Regions from separate parts of the Zea mays genome. Here region 2 is linked to region 1. Evidence: chromatin contacts called from public Hi-C data. All regions are on one chromosome and are shown on one strand. The core of a region is the stretch at or near the end of the contact, and the rest is flanking DNA. Distances in the headings are between cores, read along the strand shown. Region 1 holds the start of LOC100283603 (SAM domain family protein). Region 2 holds the start of LOC100383372 (Poly(A)-specific ribonuclease PARN).

What was found. Hi-C and Micro-C count contacts between places; a contact is called where the count stands out from the background.
Region 2: a contact with region 1 is called in a Hi-C map of leaf, with 6 times the contacts expected there. The contact joins the promoter of LOC100383372 here to the promoter of LOC100283603 in region 1. A contact is called at or near these places in 4 of 25 Hi-C or Micro-C datasets (ear, leaf and tassel).

Annotation. Positions count from the first base shown.
Region 1 is chr10:126,258,775-126,265,404 of Zm-B73-REFERENCE-NAM-5.0, reverse strand. It overlaps LOC100283603 (SAM domain family protein), which reads right to left and starts at 3,650. Exons shown (of 7, transcript NM_001156504.2): 1 at 3,359-3,650; 2 at 1,614-1,753; 3 at 708-751; 4 at 1-608. The coding sequence starts at 3,421.
Region 2 is chr10:126,528,447-126,535,076 of Zm-B73-REFERENCE-NAM-5.0, reverse strand. It overlaps LOC100383372 (Poly(A)-specific ribonuclease PARN), which reads left to right and starts at 2,562. Exons shown (of 7, transcript NM_001176028.1): 1 at 2,562-2,989; 2 at 5,802-5,932; 3 at 6,128-6,456. The coding sequence starts at 2,625.

The DNA of each region.
Region 1 (6,630 bases), core at 2,401-4,900:
CATAACAGGGACCTTAGGCAAAGGTGCACTAGATGGAGTGATCCCATTAGTTCTCTGTACTGTATCAACAGAAATGGTGGCTTTGCCAGCATATGGTTGACTCCTTGGCGTATCAGGAGCACCTCTTGTAATAAAACTTTGAGGTCTTGAGGAACCGGCAGATCTAAGTGGTGGCATGGACCTAATCTGATCATAACCTACTGGTGGAGACACATCACTACGAACACTTAAAATCCTTTCAGGTGATCTGTGCCTCAAACCATCGTCTGTCCATGAGGGGTAAGATTTTCTTGAAGGGTTCGATTTTAACAAGTCATCCGCAGTTCTTGAATAAGGAACTCGACTTACAACAGAAGAGTTCCTTGACCCTAGGACATCCTCCCTTGAAAAATATCTGGACCTTAACTCTGGTGGCTCATCTCTCATATCATAACTAGCCCTTGATTCTGCAGCATGGCCTCTAGAATCATATCTTGGCAACTTCTTATGATTTCGGGAAAGCTTTTCACGGAGATCCATTGTATTCTGTTCTGCACCACCATTGCTCCTCTGAAACGAGCCTTTCCTCATGAGTTTCAGTCTCAGATCATCCTTGCCAACCAAGCGATCTTCAAATATTTTGCACGCCAATGCAACAGAGTAAGTAGTGCCAGATATCTTCAATTCAAGCCCTAGTGAATTGACAAGAAATTAAGGTTTTTCATCACCTGAACCATCATCTCCATGTGAGCTATTAATTTCTGTCTGTTGCCTGCAAAGTGAGAGTGGAACCACAGGGATAAGCAGTCAATTACACTTTATATAAGAAAAAGGCAAGGAGTGACCTGTTTGCAGTGGCAGAATGTAACAAAATGAACACAGTAAATAGAACCACACATGCTATGATCTCAAAGACAAGTTCTTCACAAATATATAAGATAAAGTAAAAACAAGGACAAAAAAGAATGTAATATGCAAAGGAGGAGCATGCAGTGCAGTGCACAATTGGATAGAAGGGCGACATCGGTGTACATGTCCAATTGCCATATATATCATAGTTGTTAAAGCGTCCAGCGGTAAAGCGTGCAAAAATCGTAAGGCGTCCCAGTCGCCTTATCTCAGAGCCTAAGGCGTCCGCTTTGGACAGTAGGGCATCGCCCCGGCGCCTTACGCTTTATCGCTTAAAAGATTAAAAAAGGGGGCCACTCGCCTTACCGCTTTAACAACTATGATATATATAGATAAGCTAATTTGCTAAATTATGAACAAGTAAAGATGATATGATAAATTAACACATGTCTGCTTAAGGTTATCACAAATATGTGTATCAGAAATCAAATGTAAAATAGTTATTATTAGCAATAGCGCCATAGCGGTAACCCAAATATGTAGGCTACAAGGCAGAGTGGTGGAGTTGACAATGTATAAACTATAAAAAAGCATTTGGTTTTGTGTGATTGAAACATTGTGATGAAGCTGAAGCCATGGCTCACAATTGGGGGCGAATTACCACAAAGGAACAAACTGTCAGTCTGTCCCTAATGATGTGGAAAGAATCCTTTGTATATTATAATGTAGCTAAAAACTTTGAAGCCTACACAAACAATGGAAATAGCAGACCCAAGAAAGATTACCTTTTGTTCCTCTGCTGGCTTCCATAAAAATCAGAATCAGACACATTACTTCCTAACCTATCCCTCACAGATCGTTTTTTCCCCGACAATGGCATTTCATCGCCGTTAATATCATCAGATATAGTCCTCCTTTTAACAACCTAAGGTGAACAAAAATAACATAAACATGTAAAGAAGGTGATATCAAAATTCATCGAGGTTTGGGAAAGCTTAAGATGCAAATAACATGTATGTAACACACTAACACAAAGGCAATGGCATCAGTCAGCTAGCATTTCACATCATAGCAAACCTTAAAACCGATCGTGTATGCTTTGTCAAATCCAAGATAGATTACAAACAAATCATTATAGAAAAAAATGAAGAAAAAAACATGCATAATAGAAGTGCTAGCGTGAGTGGCTTCACTGCTAATAATGAAATCATCCTGATAAGTATTGATATGGTGTGCATATATGTTCGTTAGACATTACAACTAACAGCATAAAAGATCTGAATGCAGAATGTGCAATTGTGCAAACATGAAACAAATGATTGATAATCTTCGATACGACCAGCAGGTACAAATAAACACTACTACAAAGAGTGTGCCCTAGATGAAACTTGCACGATAACATTCATTGTACAAGCTTCTATTGTTTCTCCCAATGTCAGAAAATTGTCCACTTCACAGTCATTCAAGTGCTGCTTATTTCATATACACATATTTGTAGCAACATAAGGAATAAACATAATCTGCATCAACAAATTCCACCCCTCCACATTTAAATTTATCATGCCCTTATGATTGACAACCATTTCCAATCCCCTCTCATGTATCTTGAGGAGAAAAAACAATAATATCACTGAAGGAGATCCAGAGATTTCTCTACTATATCCCACAACATCAGAACACCCATGCGGGTACTTCTCGTGTTAACTCCACCCCCCCCCCCCCCCCCCGCACCCCAACCACACTTAGAAACTCAAAGCTACCGAGTGGGCAATCACATACTCCCTCCGTTCATAAATCTCCAACATATTAGCCATCGGTGAAGTGACCAAGGAACAACAAAGAGCGTCAATTTGTTTTTAATTACCACAGTGTTAACCCGCTCACAACCGCATGTCGTGCCTTTTCGTGGTTGGTGATCCATGGCAAGTAGCAAAGCGACTACATGGATGAGCGGTGTGGTACTCCAATCAGAATTCGAAATAAATCAGTACAGGAGCAGACAACGAATAACGGGAGGACAGCATAGTAAAAACGCGGCAGCAGAAATGAGGTGTTGCATGCTCGCCAAACTAAAATAGACGGAAAGACCACCTAATACGATGGAGATTTTTGAATAAATTCAATTTGCTTATACGCTGGAGATTTAGGAACGGAGGGAGTATATATTAAGCCACCTTCCAAAAATCACAGCATCGTCCCTTGATTTGAGGTATACAGCAAGATTGTACTCTCGGTAGTCAACAACCAAATCCAACACCATGCGACCAACTTTTGACCACCAAATCGCATAGGATCCCTCCATATAATACGGTAATATCTGATACCCCGCACTCTAAACCTAAACTAAGGTTAACAAATGATATACAGACCTCTACCAAATCAGCGGCCATGTTCTCTCTTGCTGGAGAGTCTGCTCTGATGCTAATCAATCAACATTCAAGCCCTGAACGACTCCGTAGGCAAATCCGCAACGAAGAATGAGACCACGCTGGCTTTATAAACACGGATTGACCGGGGCTGGACGGCTCACCTGACCGCTGCGGCCGAGGGTGATGGTGACCTGGTGCCTCGAAGATGCCGACGAGGAGGCCATCTCCACCGCCGCCGACGCGCAGAGGACGGCTTCCGCGGAAGAGGCGACGGGAGCGGCGCGACCGGGACAAGGCCAAGGACCGGCTAGGGTTTCGGGGGAATGAAGATTAGGGGCGTGCCGCGTGCGCTGAGACGGAGTTAACCGGCGCTTGGGACGAGAGGAGCCTCGCTTTGGTGACGCTGCCCATGCCCACACAGCACACGCACGCAGGTGCGGGCGGGCATTTTTCGCTTTGCCGGTTTCGACGGCGCTTTACTTTTTACTAGAACTTTAACCAGCGCGCTATGATAAAAAGTGCCTGTCCAAATGCACTAAAATTAAGTTGAATAAACAATCTAACTAATAAATCAACTATTAGCTATTTTTAGCAAATTAGTTACTAGCTAGCTAGCTATTTGTTAGATACATAATTTCACTAGCTAACTAATTATTATCTCTAGTGCAAATACCCTAGAAAAAATAAATAAAGTAATGAACCACAAAAACATCACTCGAACTAACTCTTACTGAAAATCGAACAATATCTATTGACTCTAAGATTGTCTTCGGTGAATCTTGTAAAATAGATGACACGATACTGTAGATAATATTGTTTGACACTATTTATAAGTGAAATTTGAAATAAAGGATGAGATAGGGGACCTGCTAGAGACAACCTAAACAAAGCTTAGATCCTCTATTGTGTAGATATACTTTTGGAAACCTTTCATAAAGCCAACAAATTTGCTTACTATTCGGTAAATACATAAGATCCTACTTGCAAACCCTTAGCCTCATACAGGGTAGTTGAAATCGAAGTACTGTAAAAAATGGTACGACATCGTCACGGTTAAAACCGGTCCTAGCATTTTAGAGGCTCCGAGTGAAACTAGTACATATGCCTCTCTCTCTCTCTATAAAAAATCATAAATATATAATTAAAGAAATTATTAATTGATGTAAAAAACAATTTCTATTGAGCGCAATAAATTTTTCTAATATTGTAAAATGATAAATGTAAATTGTAGTCATAAACACATACTTGCACTTGATATTATGTGAAAAGTTTCTTCTCACATTTTACACTTGATATCACTTGGTATCGAGTAAGATAAGGGTTTGGGACCAAAATTTGGACTTTAGATCATATGTCAAAGTAGCGGTTTCGAGCTCGGGCTTTTCAACTTTTTTAAGAGAAATCCGATTCTTAGAATCTGACCACCCACCCTGCACAGCGCCTCCGCGAACGGTTTGTGCGATGCTAGGTGAGTCATGAACCATGAGTCATTAAATTGATAAACCAGAGGTGGTGTGACATGTCTATGCAATGCAACTAGATTAGATCACAAACCACGTGTCAAGAAATTGATGAATATGCAATGCAACTAGATTAGATCACAAACCATGTGTCAAGAAATTGATGAATTGGTTCAATCTCTTAGTGATTCCGTCCATGATGGTGAACACCGCAATACGCGACAACACAAGGGTGTCGATTCGTTTCTTAGGTTTGCGTCAATTCGTTTTTCAACATTAGATATATCTTATACAATATATTTGATATATGGAATCAGGATCCCATATGAAAGGGAAATGTGCTCGTGGGCAATTTCTATTATGTTTTGGTGATTAAGTGCCCAACACATTTAATTAAGTTCTTATGTGCTAAACTAGGTGAGTGCCCGTGCGTTGCAACGGAAACGTATAATGTCACGATAATTTATGTAAAAATATGTGTTATATTGTTAAGAGAACCAGTTTCGTAATCTATTTGTGATTCTAGTGATAAGATGAAGAGCGAGAAAATTCAATCTATGGAAATACAGAAGATGAAGAACTGGTCGAAGGTTACAACGCTTTCCGTTTTGTGGGCATCAGAGAACCAAGTTCAAAATTTGCATACCCATGAAGTGTTGTTCAATAATGATCGAAACTTAGAGTAGATGAATAAAGAAGCATGCATGAAACAAAGACAAAGAAGAAAAAAGCCATGCAAGTCGAAAGCAGCTAGCCAGCTAGTGATCTGTCAACAGCATCAGCACACTGCACTGGTTCACGTGAGGTGCTCAACTGCTCGTCTGCTCATGAGATGGAGGACGGATTGGCGCTTGTATAATTGTATTTTATACATGGTCAAATAAAAATTTCAAGTATAGTGTTTAACACGGCTAGATACAAAGCTAGTTGAGCCTAACTATCTAACCGGTACACGCATGGACACATTGGTGCAGGATATGAATTGTGTCACCTCTTTATGACTCTTTGCAATCAACTCAATGATTATTTAGGTGACAATGAAGCATCTAAACACATACATTTATATGTAAGTACGTACATACATGCATGCATTCAGGCTATAGTAACTTGTAACCAAGCATTGTAAGTTGTTGGTTTCGATCCATTGGATGATTATAAGTGGCCTAGCTAACAAAGAGCTATAGCAGTCACCACTCTGCCTGCATAACAAGAGAAGAGTTAAGTACAATAGTTTTAAAACCCATTGATCTGGAGAACCATCTATTTAATAATGATCAATAAACATGGAGCAACCTACTGCTACTCTGCCACTTAATAAGCAACCCACATGGCAAGGACTTACTATGAGGACATTCACCTGGGCCCCAAGAACCCAGCAATTCACATTCTTCCTAAACAAAAAAAATGGTTACATTATGTATGTAATGAAGGTGGTTGTTGACATGTGTGACTTTTTTATATGGATAGATTCAAAAAAAATACAACATATATTTAGAGAGCTATTGGAGAACTCACAATTTTTTACTACCAAAGTTATTTAGCAACTCCTTAAATCAGTGAATTAGAGAGTTAAAATTTATATAAGAAGTTGCTCTAACAGATATGACCCAAGTAGGTATGATTTAATTTCTCAAAAACTCCAACCATTTTTAGTATCACATCTAGTAATTGATATGCTTTGCAAACACAAATCTAGAAGTAGGATTTTTGAGCTTATGAACCAGAACTTCTGTTAGCATGGTCATCTTATAGAAATGGTACATTTCATTTTATTACAGCTATCATATGGTGTTAATACTTCACGGTTGTGTGTGGCATCGCAACACACGTCCCAATACCATTTTATGCATTCGAGAGAAAAATATTTACTACTCACCATTATGTAATCTGCATTTTCTGTCCAAGATTCACTCACATCCGTAGGATAGCTTGAGAGAGCTCTTATAAAAAGGTTGTAAACTCCTAAAATAAAA
Region 2 (6,630 bases), core at 1,313-3,812, 270 kb before region 1:
CTTGATATAGTTGTTAAGACCACTTGGCAATATATATAAATATATGATGCCACACAACACAATCAAACAAAATATAGAGCGAAAACAAAATTGTTTACGAAGGTTGCACATAATGTGATTTCAGGGGCTTGAACGACACACCATAATCCACGCGAGTACAAGCTCTAGTGTATTCAGCGTCAACGCGTGTGCGGCCAACAGGGCAACGACAACACATCAAACCTTTGTAACCAGCGCAACAGACGCAATTGTGGCTTGTTAGTTGTGGTACACGATAAGTACACGCAATAGGCACAACAGGCGCAACAAGCGTAATTGTGACTTAATAGTTGTGACACACATGCAATGCCTTCAGGGCCCACGAAAAATGTGTGACTCGGCGATGGCGGTCCGACTCAACGGGAGCGATCCGATTAAGCGAGAGTGCGACATAGCAATCACATGATGCAACCAAGTTCGAACGGCACAAATATTGCGTCGTGTTGCCAGGGTGCAGTCAATATTCAGCTAATGCCATAACTCAGCCGATAATAACATAGTTTGATCAGTGTGTCCGAGTACCCACTATAATTTTTAATCGCTCGACGTGAATCAGAAAGCTCAACATAATATAAATATTTAGAGAGATTTAAGTATGTACAATACAACCTTCATATGTATTTTAATTTTCTGCTAAGTATCTACTACAGGAAATAAAAGCAGAAAACAAACACAATAAAAAGTAGAAAACAAACACATCATGTGTAAAAGGCAATTTTCTATATTTAAGCATGTATTTTTCTACTAATTATTTGCGACAGGAAATAATTAATTAATGTAAAAACTCCAACACAAAACATGGTTTATTCTATTTATTATTTACAATAGAAAATAAATAGAATTAATAATATTCAGCATACATACAAATTAAAACCGTACCACAGTTTATTAATTCAATAGAAATTCAATGAAAAAAATGTTTTGATCAGTTTTCGTTTTTTTCATAGGACTCTTTCCTTTCTGAGGCGCAGTGAGCGCATGCACCGATTTGACCGCATGCAGGTGATCCTCTTTTTGAGGGATGTGGCATGCACCGCTTTGACCGCATGCAGGTGATCAATGACGCAGCTTGGTCATCGTGGTGTCCATATTCCCCATGCCGAGGATGAACGGTAACGTTACCACGTCCAACAGGGACAACGTATACAACAACGGATCAACCAATAAATATACCGCTTGTGTGTAGAGGGAGAATCGAAGGCTGTCTCGTAGGACAGTTCGGCTAGGCCGAGAGACCTGCCGGTTTGATGAAGAGTTGATGCAGATCTGATTCCGTAGCAACATCGAGGTAGAGCGTGCTGATAACGTGTTAAGAACTACGTTACCACGGATCACCAGATCCGCACCCTTCCCTCCATCAGCAGTAGAGGCGTGAGAAGCTGTAGAGAACCTGTCTCCCTTCCCAAAAGCACGACAGAGAAACAGACAAAACACAGGGTATAGAGTTGGACCTTTAGCCTCTTTCTCTTTACTGTATTATGAGGGGTGTACAGGTTCCTTATATAGAGATGTGAGACTCCTCAGGAGTAAATCAGGTATTTGCCCACATAACCCTAACTAGGGTTACTTAACAGTTCAGACAGGTAAAACATTTTCCGTCCATTGAGAACTGGACTGCGAGTCTGCGACAATTATAGGTGTACATTTGGGCCGGGCCTGATGGGCCGGCCCGAAGCACGGAAAAAAAAGCACGGCCCAGGCACGGCACGACCCGAAATAATTTAGTGCCGGGCCGGCACGGCCCGTTATATCGGGCCGGGTTTGGGCCGAGGTCACGGCCCATGGGCGGGCACGAGCACGGCCCGTTTAAGGCAGGCACGAAAAGGCCCATATAGAGGCACGAAAAGGCCCATATATTTATTAAAACCATACTTCATTTCGCACTTTCATATACTTGATAAAGAACACAAAGCTAGAGATAATGCTAGTTAGATGTTTTTTTGTATCTTTGAATTAGATTGTGTGATGTAATTTTACTTTTGTTATGAACATTAGACAATAAACTGAACTTACGAACTTTGTATACATCTGATTATACTCTTTTTCCTTCTAACAAAATGCGAGGTAGACATTGCATAGATGTGGTAACTTTAATACAAATATTAAGTTTGATTTTGTATAAATTTATTTGTCTTATATTTTATTTGTTTTATTATTTTTTTGAATTTAGGGCTCTAATATGAATTTTGGGCCAAAAACTGAATTTCGGGCCAAAAATTGAATTTCAGGTCCTAATGTGAATTTCGGGCTTTTATAATTTTGGGCCGCCCGAAATAAGCCCGGCACGTTTAAGCAATTACGGGCCGGGCCGTGGGCCGAGGGCTAGGCCCATGGGCCGGCCCGGCACGGCCCGAAATTCAAACGGGCCGGGCCGGCCCAAAATTCAAACAATACGGGCCTTTTCGGGCTTGGGCCGGACCGGGCCGGGCGGCCCGAATGTACACCTATAGCGACAATGTCAAAACTTGAGATACAGCCCAAGTTTACACTCCAGAAGATGGGCCCTAACCATCAGACCAAATCAAGCACAACCCACCGCCGCGTGCCTCCACCGCTCCGGTCTGTCTCCAGCAACGGCGGCGGCCATGCAGGTGCCGGGCCGCCTCCGGCGCGTCCTCCGGGCGCCGCCACCCAGAATCCTACTCTACCGCGCGATCTCCTCCCCGCCGCCCGGTGGCGGCAGCGGGGTGGCGGTGAAGCAGGTGACGCGGGGGAACATGGAGGAAGCCCTGGAGAAGCTGCGGGGACGCGTGCGGGAGGCCGCATTCGTGGGGTTGGACCTGGAGATGAGCGGCGTCACGAGCGCGCCCTGGAGAGACACCTTCGAGCTCGACCGCGCCGACGTGCGCTACCTCAAACTCCGCGACTCCGCGGAGCGGTTCGCCGCCCTACAGCTCGGCGTCTGCCCTTTCCGATGGGACCCTGCCAAGTCCGCCTTCGTTGCCCATCCGTGCGTGCCTCTTTGTCTCGCCTCAATATCCTTCATGTTCTAGTTCTAGTAATCCATTAGTAGCTGAGGTTTCTGAATACTTATTGAGGTTTTGGAGGGTTGCGATTAGCACATTTTTGTGCTGTGGGCAACATTTTGGCCTGATTTCCTGTAGAAAGTTTCATGGTGTTATTTTGGAGGAGAAGCCACATTAGGCAGCCTTTTCTGAGCAGGTGTGAGAAAACAACAATTATTAGTTTGGTTTATCGTGCTTGGTGCAATGCTCCGCAATGATAAGCTCATAAGGAAATGGAGTTCTGAATCCGAGAAACCTAAGCAAAATGTTGATTTTTTTTATCATGAACATGTATTACCTTGCAGTGCCAAACTAGGTTGCACAGCCATTCTGCAGAACCTGTGTGGTAGTTTCATCTACCATGTTGCACATTGATGCTGTTCTGGCACCAGAGGCAAATGTGATTTTCTCTCTGGTAGGGGGCGACAGCAGTACAAATTTTGTCAAAATTTGATCGAATTTAAAGTTTCTAGTGGAAATTGTGATAGCCACAAGCCAACATTGAACCTAGCCATCTAATAGAGACAAAACCCGAAAGAAATCCGTTGGGACGTAACCCTCTTAGCGATGTGCCATATCAGAAACCGTGTAATGGTGTCAAATGGGCAAGGACCGGCCGCTCGACACCTCCTTGGTGACGCGTCGTGACTGCGTGGATCTTTACCAACGTTTGAATATAAAGGAAGGAGAGAAGGACATACATTGGATGGCTAGGGTCCATGAGAGAAAGACAAGATGCTTCAATCAAGTTAATTGCATTAAGGATGAAAAAGAGCGCCTCTTGGTGAAGGAGGATGAGTTAAGATAGATAGTGAGAGTATTTTGACAAATTGCTCAATGGGGAGAATGGGGTCACAATATTTCAGTTGGATGACTCTTTTGATGACAACAACAGGCGCTTTGTGTGTAGGATCCAAGAATATGAGGTTAGAGAGGTATTGAAAAGTATGAAAGGGGGTAAGCCACTGAGATCTGATGGTATCCCAATCAAGGCATGGATATGCCTCCGGGATATAGCTATAATATGGCTAACCAAGTTATTCTACCATATCTTTTTTGTCGAATAATATGCTTGACAAGTGGAGAAGAAATATATTGGTACCAATCTACAAGAATAAGAATAAGGTAGATATTCAAAGTTGTACCAATTACTGTGGAATTAAGTTGACGAGCCGTACTATGAAGTTGTGGGAGAGTTATTGAGCATCGTCTGAGAGGAATAACAAGGATCTCTATGAATCAATTTGGTTTCATGTCCGAAATGTCAACCGTGGAAGCTATTTTCTTAATAAGACAATGAATGGAACAATGTATTAAGAAGAAGGACATACACATGGTTTTCCTCGACTTGGAGAAGGCTTATGACAAAATATCAAGGAGTGTTACGTGGTGGGCTTTGGACAAACATAAAGTTCCAAGGAAGTTGTTGGATTTATTAAGGACATGTACAATAATGTTGTGACTAGTGTTTGAATAGTGACGGGGACACAAATGACTTCCAGATTAGAATATGACTACATCAAGAGAGCTTTGAGTCCTTATTCCGGCCGAGCTTTGAGTCCTTATTTTGCTTTGATGATGGATGAGGTCACAAGGGACATACAAGAGGATATTCCTTAGTGTATGTTTTTTGCATACGATGTAGTACTAGTTGATGAAAGTCAGGCAAGAGTAAATAGGAAACTGAAGTTGTGGCAGGAGACTCTAGAGTCTTAATGTTTGACTCAATAGAACTAAAACTGAATACATGAGATGTGACTTCGACACTACTGTACATGAGGAAGATGTTAGTTTGGAAGGTCAAATAGCCCATAGGAAGGATGCCTTTCAGTATTTAGAGAGATCAATATTGATGAAGATGTTAGTCATGGAATCAAAAGTAGGATGGAGGAAGTGATGCCAAACATCTGGCATTCTATGTGACAAGAGGGTATCACATAAGTTAAAAGCAAGTTTTATAGAACGATGATTAGAGCTGCTATGTTATACGGTGCGGAATGTTGACCTAAAAATACATCTTGTTCAGTAGATAAGTGTTCAGTAAATGGTAGGATGCATTGGATTTGTGGCCATATGAAAAGGGATCAAGTTCGGAACAATGATATACGTGATAAGCTAGATGTAGCACCAATTGAAAAAGCTTGTTTAACACGATTGAGATGGTTTAGACATGTCTAACGGAGACCTCCAGAGGCATGGGATCCTAGGACGCGATAGTAATGAATAGAGACAGATGAAGGCCAAAGTTGACATGGGAAGGCCGTAAAAGAAGACTTGAAACACTGAAATATATCCAAAGGTTTAGCCTTAAATAAGAGCAAACGGATAACAGATATCCACATGCCTAGACCTTAATTTTGTGGCTTCTGTTGGGTCTCAACTCTAGAACACCCCTTGTTTGGGTCTAAAATATTTTGTTGTTGGAGATTGTATTAACTTATGGTGTCCTCGCCCTTGATTGGCACACAGTGGGTTGTGCCAGATTAACTACCACTTTGAAAAAATGATTCTAGAGCCTTACACATGACCAACACTACCCATGTCCAATATATGTTGCTCTGTATCTGTCTGTATCAGTCTTTTCATACAATAACGTTCCCTCTTTCAACATCGTAGTTGTGAGGGTTTGCACTTTGCAGTAGATTGAGTGCCTTATTACTTCTTTTTAATTTAATGTTAGTTGTTGATTGCTTGTTCACTTATTAAACAGTTTTGCAGTTGACTTATTTTTCTGGATATAACCTTTTTTTCTTGCAGGCATAACTTCTTTATCTTCCCTCGCAAGGAGCTCCCTAGTGATTGTTCATCTCATGAGTTTCTTTGTCAGACAACTTCAATCGAGTTCCTAGCAAAGTACCAGTTTGATTTCAACACATGCTTCCGTGAAGGTGCTTTCTTTTACCTGTAATAGTTTGCTAAGCTGTTACTTTATGCCTTCTCTGTCAATGGAGAGTGCAAGATGTGCCTATCACACATTACTCGTTTTATAGTTCTTCATTGTCCAGTACATTAGAGATAAGACCATGTTCCATGCATGTTATTCCCAGAGCATTTGTTTATTTACAATATTTGGTTAATCTCAGGAATATCTTATCTATCCAGAGCACAAGAGGAAGAAGCGCTACAGAAATTTAACATGTTGCATCATGGCCGAACAGTTACATCTTCCACTAATTCTGAAGAGGATGGAGACATGCCTTTAAAGAGTGCTTCTGATATTCTTTTCACGGAAAGGATGAAAATGAACTTCAAGGAATGGCGTGATGCGATAGCCAGCAAGCCAATGGTTGACAACCATTTGTCAGGAAACATTAAATGTGGTTCAGGACAATTCCAGACAGTTTTCTTCAAAATGCGCCCTGCTATTATTCTTAATGGATTCTCATCACATCAATTGAAGTTAATTCAACAGGTAGAACATAGTATTTACCTTGAAATATAGTGATAGTTGGTCAGCTAATTTTTGAGAACTTACTGTAGTCCTTCCTGAGTTATATCACTAGTTAAGAAATTCTGAAGTGTTCTTTTGTGATCCTCCTTTTTATTCTTTATTTGGTGTGTTAGACTTACATGTGCTTATAGCAAA